2 separate regions of the Mus musculus genome follow, and region 1 is linked to region 2. Evidence: chromatin contacts called from public promoter capture Hi-C data. All regions are on one chromosome and are shown on one strand. Each heading gives the region's core, a stretch centred on a gene start, on an enhancer-like site or on the middle of the called end of the contact. The rest is flanking DNA. Distances are from core to core; before and after follow the strand shown.

Region 1 (7,673 bases), core at 165-2,664, 130 kb after region 2:
GGAGGGGCACTACACAGTCCTTTCTGACCAGCCTAGCACCCGTGTGAGAGATGGGGGTAGGGGTGGAGGTGGGTAAGAAGTGTGGAATACAACTGTTCACAAACTTCTTTCCAAGGCCCACTTTCTTTTTATCTTGAAACAGGAAGGTTCCTTTTAATTAAGGAAGGGGGGAAAACAAACGCCAATGCCCTTCTCCCATTGTGGTGGCTGAGTGTTGACTGTATCTTTGCCACTGGCTCAAATGCCCAGAATCAATCTCTTTCCTCAGCCCCAGTGCCTTGTTGGAAGGCACACATCCGGCTCCCTAGCCCGGAGAATGTGTCAGGCTCTGCAAAGTCAGAGGCTCTGTGCCCTGCTGAGTCCATCTGAGCAGCTCCCGGAGTCCTTGAGTCTCACTGGGAGGAGGCTACTTCTTAACAGTCAGGCAAGCAAGTCTAAGGATTTAGTCTATCCTCTCCACTGAGAGAAGGCCCACAAACATCTTCTAGCCCCCTGAGGTTCCGACCAACATCGTGAAGACAGGGAAGTTAGGATGGGAACACTCACCGGGTGAGGAGTCACGTCAATATGGTTTATTCCTAGGCTATTAGCCAAGTCTAGTATCCCTGTCACAGAGATGCTGGAAGTACAGAAAAGACTGGCTACTACAGGCAGCCTGTACAAGCTGCAGATTCCACCTGTTCCAAAGGGAAGTTGTTAACAGTTGTCAGGGTGCCTACAACCTCTGAGCTAAACAATGAGCCTTGGAGGCGCGCCACGTCCAGGGCGTGGGCAGTGGGGTTTCCTTGCAGGCAACACGTGCTCTAAAGTCGCTGGGGCAGGCGCACGTGGTGATTCCTGACCTGAGGAAGATACTTTGAAAGCAAAAGAACTCCGTTCCAGAGGAATGACAAGGAGAGAAATGGCGCTCAAAGGTCCCACTAGGCAGCCTGGGGATTTATCCTCCCGACGGTTCTGCAACCATGAGCCCAGGATGCGGGCCAGCACTCAGACTCTTGCCCCGAGGCTCGTAACGCTGAGGTCCTCACCTATACTCTGTATTCACAGAAGGACCCTGACACCCCACAGATACTAGCCCGTGTCCCACACCTATCCTACTGCCCCTATGCATCCCAAAGACTTCTGCTTGTCTTCCACCCAGCAGACCCCGCATGCGCCTTCCGCACGCTACAAACCCTGCCTGGAGCTTTGTAGTCGCGCCAAGGACTCCGCGGTCCTCTGTAGTGGAGAATTCAGCCCGCTTTCGTCTTCAGGACACCGGAAGGAACAGAACCGTACCTTGCACTACCCCGTGGCTCCCCAGGCACGCATAGAATGGATTCCTAGCTCTGCGTCCCACAGGCCTGTGGCTGATTCAACGCGCACACGCAGACTACAACACCCAAAAACCCGCGCGTAGGCTCAAGGGCCGCATGGAGAGGCGTGGTTACCTGACTGACCACGCCCCGAAGGAGTGGCCAGCGTGGTAGACAGGAGGCGCAGCCGCAGAACTTCCAGGAGGCGGGGCAAACACCTGGCTACACCCGCAGCTACTTCCACAGGGGGTTCATGCACGCGCCCTCTACACTTGGAGATTTACTACCGGGTGGGTCTTGTGGTTCCCTGAGGAGCGGACGACCGGTGGCGCGTCTGCTAGCCTGTGCCCTAAGAACCTACATCTCTAGACTCCAGGCCCCCTTCAGTACGCTCGCCCAGTGTTCGGGCTCCTGTGCTTCCTCCTCAAGCCGACCCTCTCTGTCCGCCTCTCCAATAAGTCCCTTCTTCCCCGCCCCCTTCCATCCCGTCTCCTCTTCACCCAACCCCTGGGCCCCGCAGCCCGCCTGAGCCCCTTTACGAGCCCCCTACCCGTCCAGCGCTTGACCGGGTCTCAGCTCACAGCAGATTGCTTGATCTGATCGAGCACAGAGGTGACCGCCCGGCCTAAGACCAAGCAAGGCCCCTCCCCGGGTCCGCCCCTGACCCCTGCTGGCCTGCAGAAGTCTGCGCTGGCTCTGTCCGGCTCCTCTTGAGACGAGCGCCCCGCGACCACCTGCTAAAGCATTCCAGGCACCAAGGCATTGACCGCTAGATATAGACTGCACCAGCTGTGCACGCCCTTCGTTTGGGTATCAGCGTCTTTAGGTTCCAAGGGCACCGACGGATTGCGCTGAGCTATGCATGGAGACCCCCTACACACACACACACACACACACACACACACACACACACACACAAAACCTTACTCACCTTGTATCAACCTACTTGACTGTTAACAGGGACAGAAGTCTGGCCTAAGCGTTTTAGGCCCCACCCCACCCTCCTTCACCACCAATCCCCCAATCTTTCAAACTCTCACCCCAGCAGGGATGTTCAGCTGATGCTCAGCAGGTGGAGGCTGCTAGCAGCCTGAGGTGGGTTGGGAGAGGGCGGGGCTCCCTGAAACCAGCCTCTTTCCTCCTGATGGGTTTTGGCGGAGTACTTGCGAGGGCAGCAAAGTAGAACGAATGGAGAGGGGCATGGGTCCAAAGAGGAATGGCCGACCAGCAACTCTGGTTTAATAGATTCCCAAGGTGGTGGGGTGCCGGGAGGTTAGACTATAGGTATGGTCATCTATACGAATGGGGTCCCAGGTGTGAGAACCCAGTCTCCACACCAGCACGGCTCCTCCCCAGCCCATGGGGGCCACACCCCTCTGGACTTGGGCCTTCTTGGTACATGCAAAGGTGCTGGCCACCTAGTTGCTATACAAGGGAATCAGGAAGCTAGAGTGCTTCTCTGGCCAGAGATGTGGAAAGCAATGGCGGGCCTCATGGCACGTTTGGAAAACGCACTGGCTCCTCTCTACAAGTTGGCAGCAGGCATGCATGCGCTCTTGGGGCTGGCTGCTACCCCCACCTCCTGCCTGGGAAATCTGCAGGACCCTTGCCATTAACCACGCCAGACTTGGTCCAGCAATGCAAGTCCTTGTGAGTTGAAAGGGACAGGAACAAATGTCACATTCTTTGGAAATGATGGTCAGGTAGCTGGAGGAATTTTAGGGTGAGCTGGAAGGCTCCCATATCTGGCTGTGTTGGTTATCTACACCCTCGGGCCACTTACTACTTACAGCCTGAAGGGCAAGGTAAAGGAGGTAGAGGGGGTGTGGAGGAAGATTGTGATTATCTCTGTGCCAGACAGGTCTGTGCCTCTTTGGGGTTCAGTGAGGACACCCTACCCACAGGAACAGGTAGTGGTATCCAGTCTGCATGGCCTATATGTCACAGAGAAGAAGATACTGATAAGCGCATCTATCCCAGGGCACTGGGCTTCCTGCAGTCCTGTTTATCCCTGTGTTAGGATTCCTGAAGGACCTGCACCTTGTAGGTGGACCAGAGGTAGAATGGTCCCTGTACCAATTGTGAGCTGCCATGTGGGTGCTGGGAATTGAACCAGGGTCCTCTGAAAGAGCAGCCAGTGCTCTTAACCCCTGAGCCATCTCTCCAGCCTCCCCCACCCCACCCACCCTGGGTCATTTGGAGAAGACTTGGGGAAGAATGAGGAAGTTTCCGGGATGTCTGCTGCCTAAAATACCAGATGCTGGCGCTGAGAAGGCTCCGCCGTATGGCCGGCATGGTCAATTTTTGGGAATGTAATAAGTGCTTTGAGGAATGGTTTCTTGGATATAAAGTGACCTACTGTTTGTTTAAGTGCTAGTGTTAGCATGGCAGTTGCCTTCAGTCTGGCCCATGGGAGTGAGAGCTGTTACCCAGGAAGGAGCCATAGGTGGGAGGGGTCAGGATGAGTCACGAGCTAAACCCCAAGCAACCTATAAGTTCTAGTCACAGTTGCCACAGCAAGGCCTGAAGTTTGCAGAGCCACAGACATCTGGAGGAGCATGTGTGAGTTCTGCAGCTCAATCCCATAAGGTACTAAGCTCTGGAAGACCGTCCTAACTCACTGCCTGATAACAGCATGACTACCCCTAGAGGACACATGGGTTCTGCCCATCCAATATCATCCAGAGCAGAGGTTTTCAACCTTCCCAATGTTGCTATCCTTTAATAAAGTTCCTCACATTGTGGTGACACCCCCCCCCATTATACATTTATTTTTGGTGCAACTTCATAGCTGTAATTATGTTACTGTTATGAGTCATAATGGCATCTATCTGTGTTTTCTAATGGTCTTAGGTGACCCCTGTGAAAAGGTCATTTGATTCCCCCACAGGTTGTGAACCCACGGACCTGGGCTAGTCTGCTAACACCCTACCTCTCCAGACCATTTCCCAGCAAGAGGCAAGGCTGCCTAGTGGGGGCTGGGCTCTGAGGTTAGGAACAAGCAGCCCACCCCAGCTCAGGGGTGCCTCTGGGGAGTCCTCTAGCTCCGCACCTCCTACCAGCAAGATAGACTGGCATGTCTGCTATGCAGAGGAGTTTGAAGAATAAGATGGGCACTTGTCACCATCCTAGTCTCGGGCTGGCAGGGCTCATGAGGGAAAGCAGCCCAGCTGCCATTTCATCCCACTGTCAAGGCTCACTTGAGAACACTTGAGCTGCCACAGTCAGATCCAGGAAGAGAAAGAACAGCACGGGACTTCCCTGCCATGCTCATTCCAGCCAGGGAGCCCAGCAACTGTGTTCATTGCTAATGGTCCCAAAGTCCATATTGTTCCGGATCAAGGACCTGACTGAGGTAGCCTGCTTAGCCTTTGCCCAGCTCCAGAAAAGCCAGGCCTCACATCGCCTCACCATAAAGGGCCAGGTCAGAATCTACTGGGGTGACTGCTTCCAAGAGTCCACCTCTCTCTACCAGCAGCACAAGGTGTCCCAACACACAGTGGAAATCTAAGCGTATACTAGACTAGGGGAAGACATCCCTCTCAGACAGGACCATGGCCTTCCCTCAACAAGATGTGCTGGCGAGTTTTATGTCAGCTTGACACATGCTAGAGCAACCGGGGAAAAGGGAGCCTCAGTTGAGAAAATGCCTCCATAACATCCAGCTGTAGGGCAGTCTCTTAATTAGTGATTGATGGGAGAGGGCACAGCCCAGTGTGGGTGGTGCCATCCCTGGGCTGAGGATCCTGGGTTCTATAAGGAAGCAAGCTGAGCAAGCCACAAGGAGCAAACCGGTAAGCGAGGCTGATTCATGGCGTCTGCATCAGCTCCTGCCTCCAGGTTCCTGCTCTGTTTAGGTTCCTGTCCTGGCTTCCTTTGGTGATGAACAGGGATATGGAAGTGTAAGCCAATCAAAGCTTTCATGGTATCTCGTCACAGCAATAGTAATTCTAACTAGGAGCCTTGGGCTAGAAAAGCCATTGAGTGTTGAGAGTTTGGTGAACTGTTCTTAGGAGTTTGGAAGGGAAGAATGCTGAGATCCTTGCAGACAACAGAGGCCTGGCTTGTGAAGTTTCAGGGAGAAGCAAAGACTCTACAGGGCCATTTGTGTGAGGGATCTGTGGTGCCTGGTCAACTGGAGCGAAAGAGTTAGCGGGATTAACAAGAAACCAGAACCGCTAAAGTAAAACCTTTGATTGGCTGGGACAATGGATGCTGGTCACCTGGCACTAATGAATCAGCTGTGATTAAGACGAGACCAGCATCACTGAGGTGAAATCTAGGAAATGTTTCCTCAGGGTCAGCACACAGAGGCTGTGTTTCAGAGGTGGCCGAGGTTGTACCTCCTGTTGGCAGCTGAGCTGGGTCGTGTTGAGAATCACTTAGGTGTTGGTGTTGGTTTCAAAGGTGTGAAAGTGGAGAGCAGCTGAGGCTTGGCACTGCATAGCAGGGTAAAGGGAGCTCAGGAGAGGCTCCTGGTGAAAGTGGAGCCCAGTTACAGCAGAAGACTCCAGTACTGGGGGATGCCAAACAGCAGAGAAGTACAGCCAATCAGAACCTAAGAAGACAAGCTATGTGTGCTGAAGAGGGCAGAGTCAGAGACATGCCCTTTGGAGGAGCCCAGAAGATGGTGAGTGAATCCCAGACACTGGGCATTGAGTAATCTATACTGTTAGAGTTTAGTTTTATTTTGAGTTGATTGTTATTGTGCCCTGATTCTTCCCTCTTGAAGTGGGAAGGTATTTAATTTATTTTTGATTTTACAGAAACCCACAGTTGAGAGACTTTTAATCTTTTTTTACAAGGTATTTTGGTTTGGTTGGTTTTTTTTTGTTTTGTTTTGTTTGTTTGTTTTTGTTTTTGTTTTTTTTTTTTCGAGACAGGGTTTCTCTGTATAGCCCTGGCTGTCCTGGAACTCACTTTGTAGACCAGGCTGGCCTCGAACTCAGAAATTCTCCTGCCTCTGCCTCCCGAGTGCTGGGATTAAAGGTGTGCACTACCACTGCCCAGCCTAAATTTGTTTTTTACAAGGTTTTTTTTTTATCTTTTTAAAAAGATTTATTTATTTATTTATTTATTTATTTATGTAAGTATACTGTCGCTGTCTTCAGACACACACCAGAAGAGGGCATCAGATCTCATTACAGATGGTTGTGACCCGCCATGTGGTTGCTGGGAACTGAACTCAGGACCTCTGGAAGAGCAGCCAGTGCTCTTAACCACTGAGTCATCTCTCCGGCCCTGAGAGACTTTTAATTTGAAAACTTTGAATTTTAAGCGAGACTGGCTATTCTGAAAAGACTGAATTTTTTTAAAGTGTTTGGATTTTCAAAGACTGTGGGACTTTTAGAGTTGACATTACTTGTGATCTTGGGGAAGAACAAGAAAGGAAAGGGTATAGCTTCACAGTGGTGTGTTTGTGTATCAAGCTGACAAATGGTCAGTTGTGCTGGTTGGTTCTATGTCGACTTGACACAAGCTAGAATTATCTGAAGGGAGGAACCCTCCATTGAGAAAATGCCTCCATAAGATCCAGCTGTAAGGCAGTCTCTCAATTAATGTTTGATGGGGGAGGACACCATTGTGGGTGGGGCCATCCCTGGGCTGGTGGTCCTATAAGAAAGCAGGCTGATCGAGCTATGAGGAGCAAGCCAGGAAGCAGCATCCCTCCATGGCTTTTGCATCAGCTCCTGCCTTCAGGTTCCTGTCCTGACTTCCTTTGAATATGACCAATGATGTGGAACTGAAAGCTGAATAAATGTTTTCATGGTGTTTTATCATAGCAGTAGTAATACTAAGAAACAAAGCTTAGCCCACACACCAAGTACATGACCTGACCTAAGAGATGCATCTGTTTCTGACCCAGCCTGGAAGACACTATGTCTCTGGGGAGGAAATTTACTCAGAGGCCACTTACTTGCTGGCCTCCCATAAGGATCCTATAGGTTCCATGACATTAGGAGTGGCCCCGTCTAGCTCCTGGCCAGACCCCTCAGGTTCAGAAGGACACACTTTGAAGCAGGGAGGACCATCTGTTCCCCTCAAGAGCGGGGTTCCCAGGACAGGAGGACTTAGTATCAAAGGGCAGCCAGATGGCCTTCAGCCGGTGGAGAAAAGGAATATTAAGAGTTGAGTCCTGCTGCTAGGCATTATGAGGGGCAATGGTCAGTTTGCAACATATCCAGCGAAGGGGGAGGAGCCAAGGTGACCATTCAGCCTTGGCAGAGTGAACTCTGGGCCTAAGGTGGGAAGTCCAGGGAGGGAGTATGGAAAGGGGAGAGAAAGAACAGAGGAGGGAGGGCTCTGGAAGGCATCCATAGCATAGGGGCCTGGTGCTATGTGCTAGAGGAACACACCATACCATCCCAGTGGCCAAGG
Region 2 (6,997 bases), core at 4,178-6,677:
GACTTGGCTTTCCTGTCCTTCCTGGACACCTCACACCAAACATGGCGGTGGGCACTGAGTCAGCAGGACCCAGGGAGGAGGGACAGAAAGCATGGGACAGAAGAGACGAGGGAGACATAGGTCTCAGGTTCTAACCGGCTGCTTGGTAAGTTCTAGGTTTACGCAGGTTGGTGGTGGGACATGGAAAGAGAGGTGCAACAGAGGCATTGTGGAAAGATGAAGGTGCTGTAAAATCCATAGAAAAGTGCATGTAGCTGGGGAAGTTGTTTGTTTGTTTGTTTTTTAGTTTTTCGAGACAGGGTTTCTCTGTATAGCCCAGGCTGTCCTAGAACTCACTCTGTAGATGAGGCTGGCCTTGAACTCAGAAATCTGCCTGCCTCTGCCTCCCAAGTGCTGGGTCTAAAGGCGTGTGCCACCACAGCCTAGCTAGCTGGGAATGTTTTAATACTGCTTTGAGAGTCAACAAATGCAGATTTTGTGTGAGTGTGTGTGAGTGCGTGTGTGTGTGTGTGTGTGTGTGTGTGTGTGTGTGTGTGTGCATGCACACATGTTATGATGTATCTGGTTGTATGTGTTTGTTCTGTCTCTGTGTGTACCTGTATAGTTTTTTAAAGACTTATTTTTATTTGTGTGTGTATATATATATATATATATATATATATATATATATATATATATATGTCACCTGAGTATGGGTGCCCTCAAAAGCCAGGCAGAGTTACAGGCAGTCATGAGCTGCCATCCATGGGTGCTGAGAACCCAGCTCAGATCCTCTGGAAGAGCAGCAACTGCTCTTTACTGCTGAGCCCTTTCCCCAGCCCCTGCTTGGGCTAGGTTTGAGTTGAGTGGTCCTTCCAGCTCTAGGGAGACACCATGTACACTGGAGTTAGGTCCACCATGCCATTAACTGGTAGTTCTCAACTTTCCTAATGCTGTGACTGTAATACAATTTCTCATGTTGTGCTGACCCCCCCCCCCCACTATACAACTATTTTTGTTGCTACTTCATAACTGTAATTTTGCCCCTTTTATGAATCATACTGTAACTATCTGACATGCAGGCTATCTGACATGTTACCCTCAATGGGGGTCGAGACCCACAGGTTGAGAACTTTTGCCGTCAGCTATGTTGGCGCCACGAGGTGAATACCGGAAGGAGAAAGTCACGTGCAGGCTTCACTGCTAACCATGTGGTGCATGGCAGGGAGTAAGAAGCCACTTGGAGCTCTTTGTCCCTGGAGCATCAGTAACAGTGTGACTTTTGAGATGGAGTTTCCTTCTTGGAGCCTCAGTCCTATGCAAACAGAGGCTTTAGGTCTTTGTGTGATGCCCTTTGCCCGTGAGTGATAGGAAGCTAGCACTTTGGTTCCTCCTCACTTCTGGAAAGTAGACAAACAAGAGGCCCAGCAAATCAAGTACAGGGTGGCTACGTCAAACCTCAGAAACTGCGGACTACATAAAAGCTGAGCAACTGCCCTGCTCTGAGACAACCACTTCTCAACGGCGGGCCAGCCTCTTGAGCTGTGAGTGTTCCAGCCCCATACTGTATTTGTGCTGTTGGACAGGACTTTTCCACGGTGGCATCTTTCATTAAGGTCTCTTCACAGGGACATAGTGCTTTGCTTTATAGGTATCCCACAATCTTGTAACTCGTAGTTACAAAATTCTGCCAGGGCTGGGCAGTGGTGGCGTAGGCCTTTAATCCCAGCACTTGGGAGGCAGAAGCAGGTGGATTTCTGAGTTCGAGGAAGGCCTGGTCTACAGAGTGAGTTCCAGGACAGCCAAGGCTACACAGAGAAACCCTGTCTCGAAAAGCCAAAAAAAAAAAAAAAAAAAAAAAAAAAAAAGAAAGAAAAACAAACAAGAAAAATTCTGCCAGGATTCGTCCTTCTGTCAGGATACATCTTTCCACGCAGTCTGCCTTCAAGGCTTAGCTGTTCATCACAGGGATTCTTGTCAAAGACAGCCTTAGTGCTGAGCATTGGTCATAGATGAGGCAAGCTGGAAAGCTGTCCCCCACTGTGTAGCAACCGGCATATCTTGGTTCTATGGAAGTATCTACTAGGACCAAGCCTGGGGCAGAGATTGGGTATAGATACAAAGTGTCAGGATGACCCCACAGTATGGAACCTGGTTGAGACTAGACTTCTGATAGACACCGTGCTTTTCATAGCTACCTGGCCCTTTCTGTAGTTTCCCCCTTCCTGGTGAAATGTTACTTGGTGGCCATTGTGATTTGGATCTCCACGTATTAAAGGTTTGGTCCCCTGTCTTTGGTGTCACTGGGAGGTGAAGGAAAACTGAGCGCCTCGTGGTGGAAAATAAAGTCATGAAGCATGTCCTTTGAGGGACTGTTGGTCCCTCTCTCTTCCAGTCGATCAGTGGGCAGCCTCCTCTGAGATAGGCTTCCTGTTGTGATGTTCTGGCAGGCTTAAGGTTCCAATATGACTGGGCTCTTGCTCTTGCTCCTTCGCCTGCTTGCTGCGTGAGACTGAGTAACTGCTAGATCCTTGGACTTCCATTCACAGCTGCGACTGAACCATTGTTGGGAATTGGGCTGCCGACTGTAAGTCATCAATAAATCCCTTTACTATCTAGAGACTGTCCATAAGTTCTGTGACTCTAGAGAACCCTGACTAATACAGAAGTTGGTATTAAAAGTTATAAAGTTGGTAGTCTGAACCCTAAGAAGTGAGGATCCTAAAGGAGACATTCTTCCTTCTAAGTTGATTGTGTTTTTTTTAATTTTGTCACAGCAACAGGAAGCTGACTCACACGTAGCTCATGCCCAACTCCATGGTGTCGCTCTGGGCATAAGAGTAGAAACAGAGTCTGGAGTTGAACCCAAGATGCTAGGGGAGCCAGGCACCATGCTGAGGACCGATCTCTCTCTCTCTCTCTCTCTCTCTCTCTCTCTCTCCCTCCCCCTCTCTCTGTGTGTATGTGTTTCCTCTTCTGTGCCCCTCAGTTGCAGAGACTAGGGCTAGAGCTGAGCATATTGATGCGGAAGAAGAGGAAGGGCATAGAGTCTAGCACTAACTGAGATCTTCCTAAGTGCATTTCTGTATTTTCAGCCCCCCCCCCCCCTTCTAGAGTGATCATGTGTTAATTGTATATACGAAGGGATCAAAACCCTTCTAGGAAAAAGCTGTGAATATTATGGGGGGAATGGAGATGTTGTAAGGGCCCAAGAGCAGGACAGAGACTATAGGAAAGACGTATAGAACATGCCGGGATTTTTTTTAACAGCCACTGTTGCTTCCTGACACTGCATTCATAGCAGAGAGCTCCTGTGGGTGATTTCCATTGTCAGTAGCTTTGACACCTTTGAATAATCTTCCCTGTGTCTGGGAAAGACCAGGAGGCTTGCTTGTCTCCTGCTGCTCCTCCTTCACCATCCCCAAACTCTTCTGAAGTGGACTCCCCTCAGCCTGAGGTGTCAAACCTTGAAGAAGGCAGGCAGCGGACTCTGAAGCCCCCGGATGCCTGGTGTGCCCCCCTCCATTTCAGGATTTCTCCCAGGAATGACAGACAGCCCTGGGGGCTACATCCCGCCACCTGCAGAGGCCTGCAGTTTTGGACACATAGTTGAGCTCCAATCGGCTAATTGAAGATTGAGGAATTAGGCCCTACTGCAGTGGGAGCAGACCTGGAAGGCAGGCAGAAGAAACAAGAACCCCCTCCTCCCCCTCCCCCCAAACTCCTTCTCCTTCCCCCAAGTCTACCTCAGACTCCCCACATGGGCATGGCTTCCAGGTAGACAGACATGAATACAAAGAGAGACAGGATTACTGAGATCCAGGACATGCCCCTACATGTATGTGTGCACGAATACATGTCATCGGACACACACGTGCACATGCTAAGTATAACTATGGAAAAACACACGTGGAGTTGCACACAAAGACCTGCCAGGCACAGACAGCACATGGACCTATCCTCGCCTCTGAAATAGTTTTGAAAAAGAGTGCAGGGCAATCAATCATTTGTATTCTTTTAAAAAAATGTGGACTACAGTCCTCTAGATTGCTTTCTTCCTCCCTGTGCCCTTTTCACCTGGACAGGGACTCCAGGTTTGAAGGCGGATGAAGTGGGGATGTGGGCCAGGTGGATGGGCGAGACTGGGCAGGCCCCTGGGTCTGGGGCAGGATCCGGCCTTTGAAGCCTGGAGAGGATTCAGATGATGTGAGCAGATGAGAATCCCAAGCAGGCCTCGGGCTGCAGCTGCGGAGCAGTGGGCAGAGGGAGGGCAGAACCAGCCCAGGTCAGGAGGCTATATGGAGACTAAGAGGAAGGGAGACTGGAGAGGGGCCTGGGAGGATTAGGAAGAACTCTGGGGTTTAGGAAAAGCTATGGGGTGTTACTGAAGGACTTGGTCTCTGGTCTGCAGAAAAAGTGTGAGTCACTTGAGATGGTACAGACTCAGGGTGGAGGTGTGAGAAGGTCTGGGGACCCTGGCTGAACCTGGATAGTTCTTTGTGGTCTGGGAAATGAGCCAGGCTAAGAAGGACAGTGGAGATGGGCAAGGATGAGGGCTGGGGAATTTGGGAAATTGTCACTAGGCCAGCGCGAATGGCTTTCTGGAATCTGGATTTGCTGTTTGATAGGGGTCAATGTCTCTGATTTTGTTAAAGGCCAGGCCAGGAAGGCCATGCTGCCCTGTTGTTGGAGGAAGGAGCCCAAAAGAGAGAAAAATGTGTGTGTGTGTGTGTGTGCTTACTTGAAGGTACCTTTTTGTCTCTGGGTATTCCAATTGTGTGTGGGGGGGGTGGATGTGGGGACAGGGGTCACCCCTGGGTGTGGCTGGCTTCATAACACATGTACACCTGCAGGCAGCTCTTGGAGGAGATACCCGTGGGGGTGCACCATGGCAACGTGCACGGTTTAGAGAGCCTGCCCTGGACTAGAAGACAGTGGAGATATTGAGGCTGGCAGGACCCTCATGACACACCCAGGGATCCAAGAGTGCAAGGGACATAAGAAGTGGTCGTGGTCGCTCCGAAGTTTCCACTGATGGTAGATGTCTTCTTTCTTCAAATCTCTGACCTTCCCGTTGTCCACCTCACAGACTGAACACATGCCCTGCAGTGGGCATGAATTAATGAATGCGGGACATCCTTGCACCTTGCTCTGGCTTTGAATCTGGATCTCACATATTGCCTCTGGTAGCTTCAGGAGGCAACATGGTATGAAGGGACAACACCCGCGTTGGAGACATTGGAGAGAGGACGAGACTGCCACTCAGAGTTTTAGAAGCTGCGATAGATGCCAGCCCTTGTTCACCCTGCTTGCTCCCAGGTTCCGATCCTACCAGATTGCTCACCGGGTCCTCTCTGGCCCAGCTCTGCTTCTTGAGCCCAGAGCCCCGCCCATCGAGCTGTCTCCGCCCCGTCCCGCCCCTGCCCACCCCTGCCCTAGCCCGCAGCAGCGGTCGGGAGCACTGTGGGCTAGCGGCTCACCGAGGAGCTGGGTGCAGCATCCGGGCGCAGACGGCCTGGCCTGGGGAGATGGCGCCCAGGTTTGCAGGCTCAGGGCTAAAGGGTGAGAGGGGTTGCGGGTCTCTTGGGCTCCACTGACCTGTGACTGTCCTCCGCAGGTGGCACCTCCTGGATGTGCTCACCAGTTTGGTCTTGCTGCTGGTGGCACGCGTCTCCTGGGCAGAGCCAGGTAAGCCTGGATGGAAACATAACTTGGTGCCCCAGGGTTCGCTCTACTTACGTGCCTTTTGTGCAGTTCTGTGGCTTGTCCCCGAAACAGCCACCTCTTATCCTGTACGGTCTGCCGGGAGGCAGTGGCGTCCGGGCCCTGCCCACGCGCAGGTGGCGGCCGGTGGCTGGAGCGCTCAAGGGTAGCGCGATGGTGGCGTTTTCAGTGCTGTGTTGCTTATGTTGGCCATTCATTCTCTAGGGTTTGAGCGTCTGGGGTTCCGGGGTGCGAGCTGTCCGTGTTTGGAGTCCCTTGTGGGGTGGCCAGACTTAAGCGGCTCTGCGGGGAAGTTTGTGCGTTCCGCTGGCTAGGCAAGCAGAGGCATACACCCGTGTCCCACCTCACCAATGTTGCCCTTCCTGGCCTCATTCTGGTCAACGCTTGAGTGAGTGGCCGCCGCCGGTCCCTCCAGGTCCTCGGGAGGGACCGTGGGCGGGGTTTGTCACGGCTGAGAAAGAACCGAGAAAGATCGTTAAGTGCATGGCGTCATCTTTGCGTTTCCAACCTGTTGAGGCAAAACTGCGCGCGTTTGCCCGGGGCCGGACTCCGGTGGCCGGCTAGTCTTTGTGTACCACTGCAGCTCCAGGCCCCTGTCCCCCGCGCCTGCAGTGGTGTCGGGTTGCGCGCGGTCCCCTTTGATGCTGATGAGCGCCAAGCGCAGTCAGGCCGGCCACAATGCTCCTAAGCCCACGGAATCGTCGCCTTCTTTGCTGCCCTGTGAGGACCGCAGCAGCATGGGCGCACTGAGAACTGCTTTGCCACCAGCTCAGAGATTCTGCAGCTAACCAGCAACTGGCTGCTCTCCTCCTGCTCAACATATCCAAGAGGCTCCTGAGTTGGGGGTTGGTGCAATGCCAGACTGCCGGGGTAGAAACCCCGCGCTTTATCACAAAGGCGCCTGCTGGTGACCTCCCGAAAGAACCAAATCCGAACTCTGCAGTATCACCTGCTGTGGTCCCAGGCCTCTTGCCACAGCATCATGAAGGATAAAAGATAAAGAGAGGAGGGGAGTCACTCTGGGAAGGAAAAGTAACTTGGTACATTGCTTTAGTGCGTTAGTCACTTCAGGCTAAACATCAGTACAGGCCCTTTTAAACAGCAGATCTGAAAAGCACCTGTTGCTTGGGTAGCAGATAGTTCTTCATTTATTTGTGTTAACTACAGGGGGTGGGGTGGGGTGGGGTGGGGTGGGGGTAGGGTAACGCCTTTCAACTGCAGGAGATGGGTCTTGGCCAGGCTGTTCTTACTGACCAACCGCGTGGCACTTGGGGCTATTAATCAAATGAGGGCC

What was found. Capture Hi-C pulls out chosen DNA fragments and counts their contacts.
Region 1: a contact with region 2 is called in a promoter capture Hi-C map of pancreatic islet. The contact joins the promoter of Slc19a1 here to the promoter of Col18a1 in region 2. A contact is called at or near these places in 1 of 115 datasets of contacts at active chromatin or transcription factors (pancreatic cancer cells) and 1 of 9 other capture datasets (pancreatic islet).

Annotation. Positions count from the first base shown.
Region 1 is chr10:77,026,953-77,034,625 of GRCm38.p6, reverse strand. It overlaps Slc19a1 (solute carrier family 19 (folate transporter), member 1), which reads right to left and starts at 1,414. Exons shown (of 6, transcript NM_031196.3): 1 at 1,279-1,414. Gm3137 (predicted gene, 3137) reads left to right here and starts at 5,051. Exons shown (of 4, transcript NR_152191.1): 1 at 5,051-5,089.
Region 2 is chr10:77,164,960-77,171,956 of GRCm38.p6, reverse strand. Col18a1 (collagen, type XVIII, alpha 1) reads left to right here and starts at 5,427. Exons shown (of 42, transcript NM_009929.3): 1 at 5,427-5,518; 2 at 5,597-5,667. The coding sequence starts at 5,508.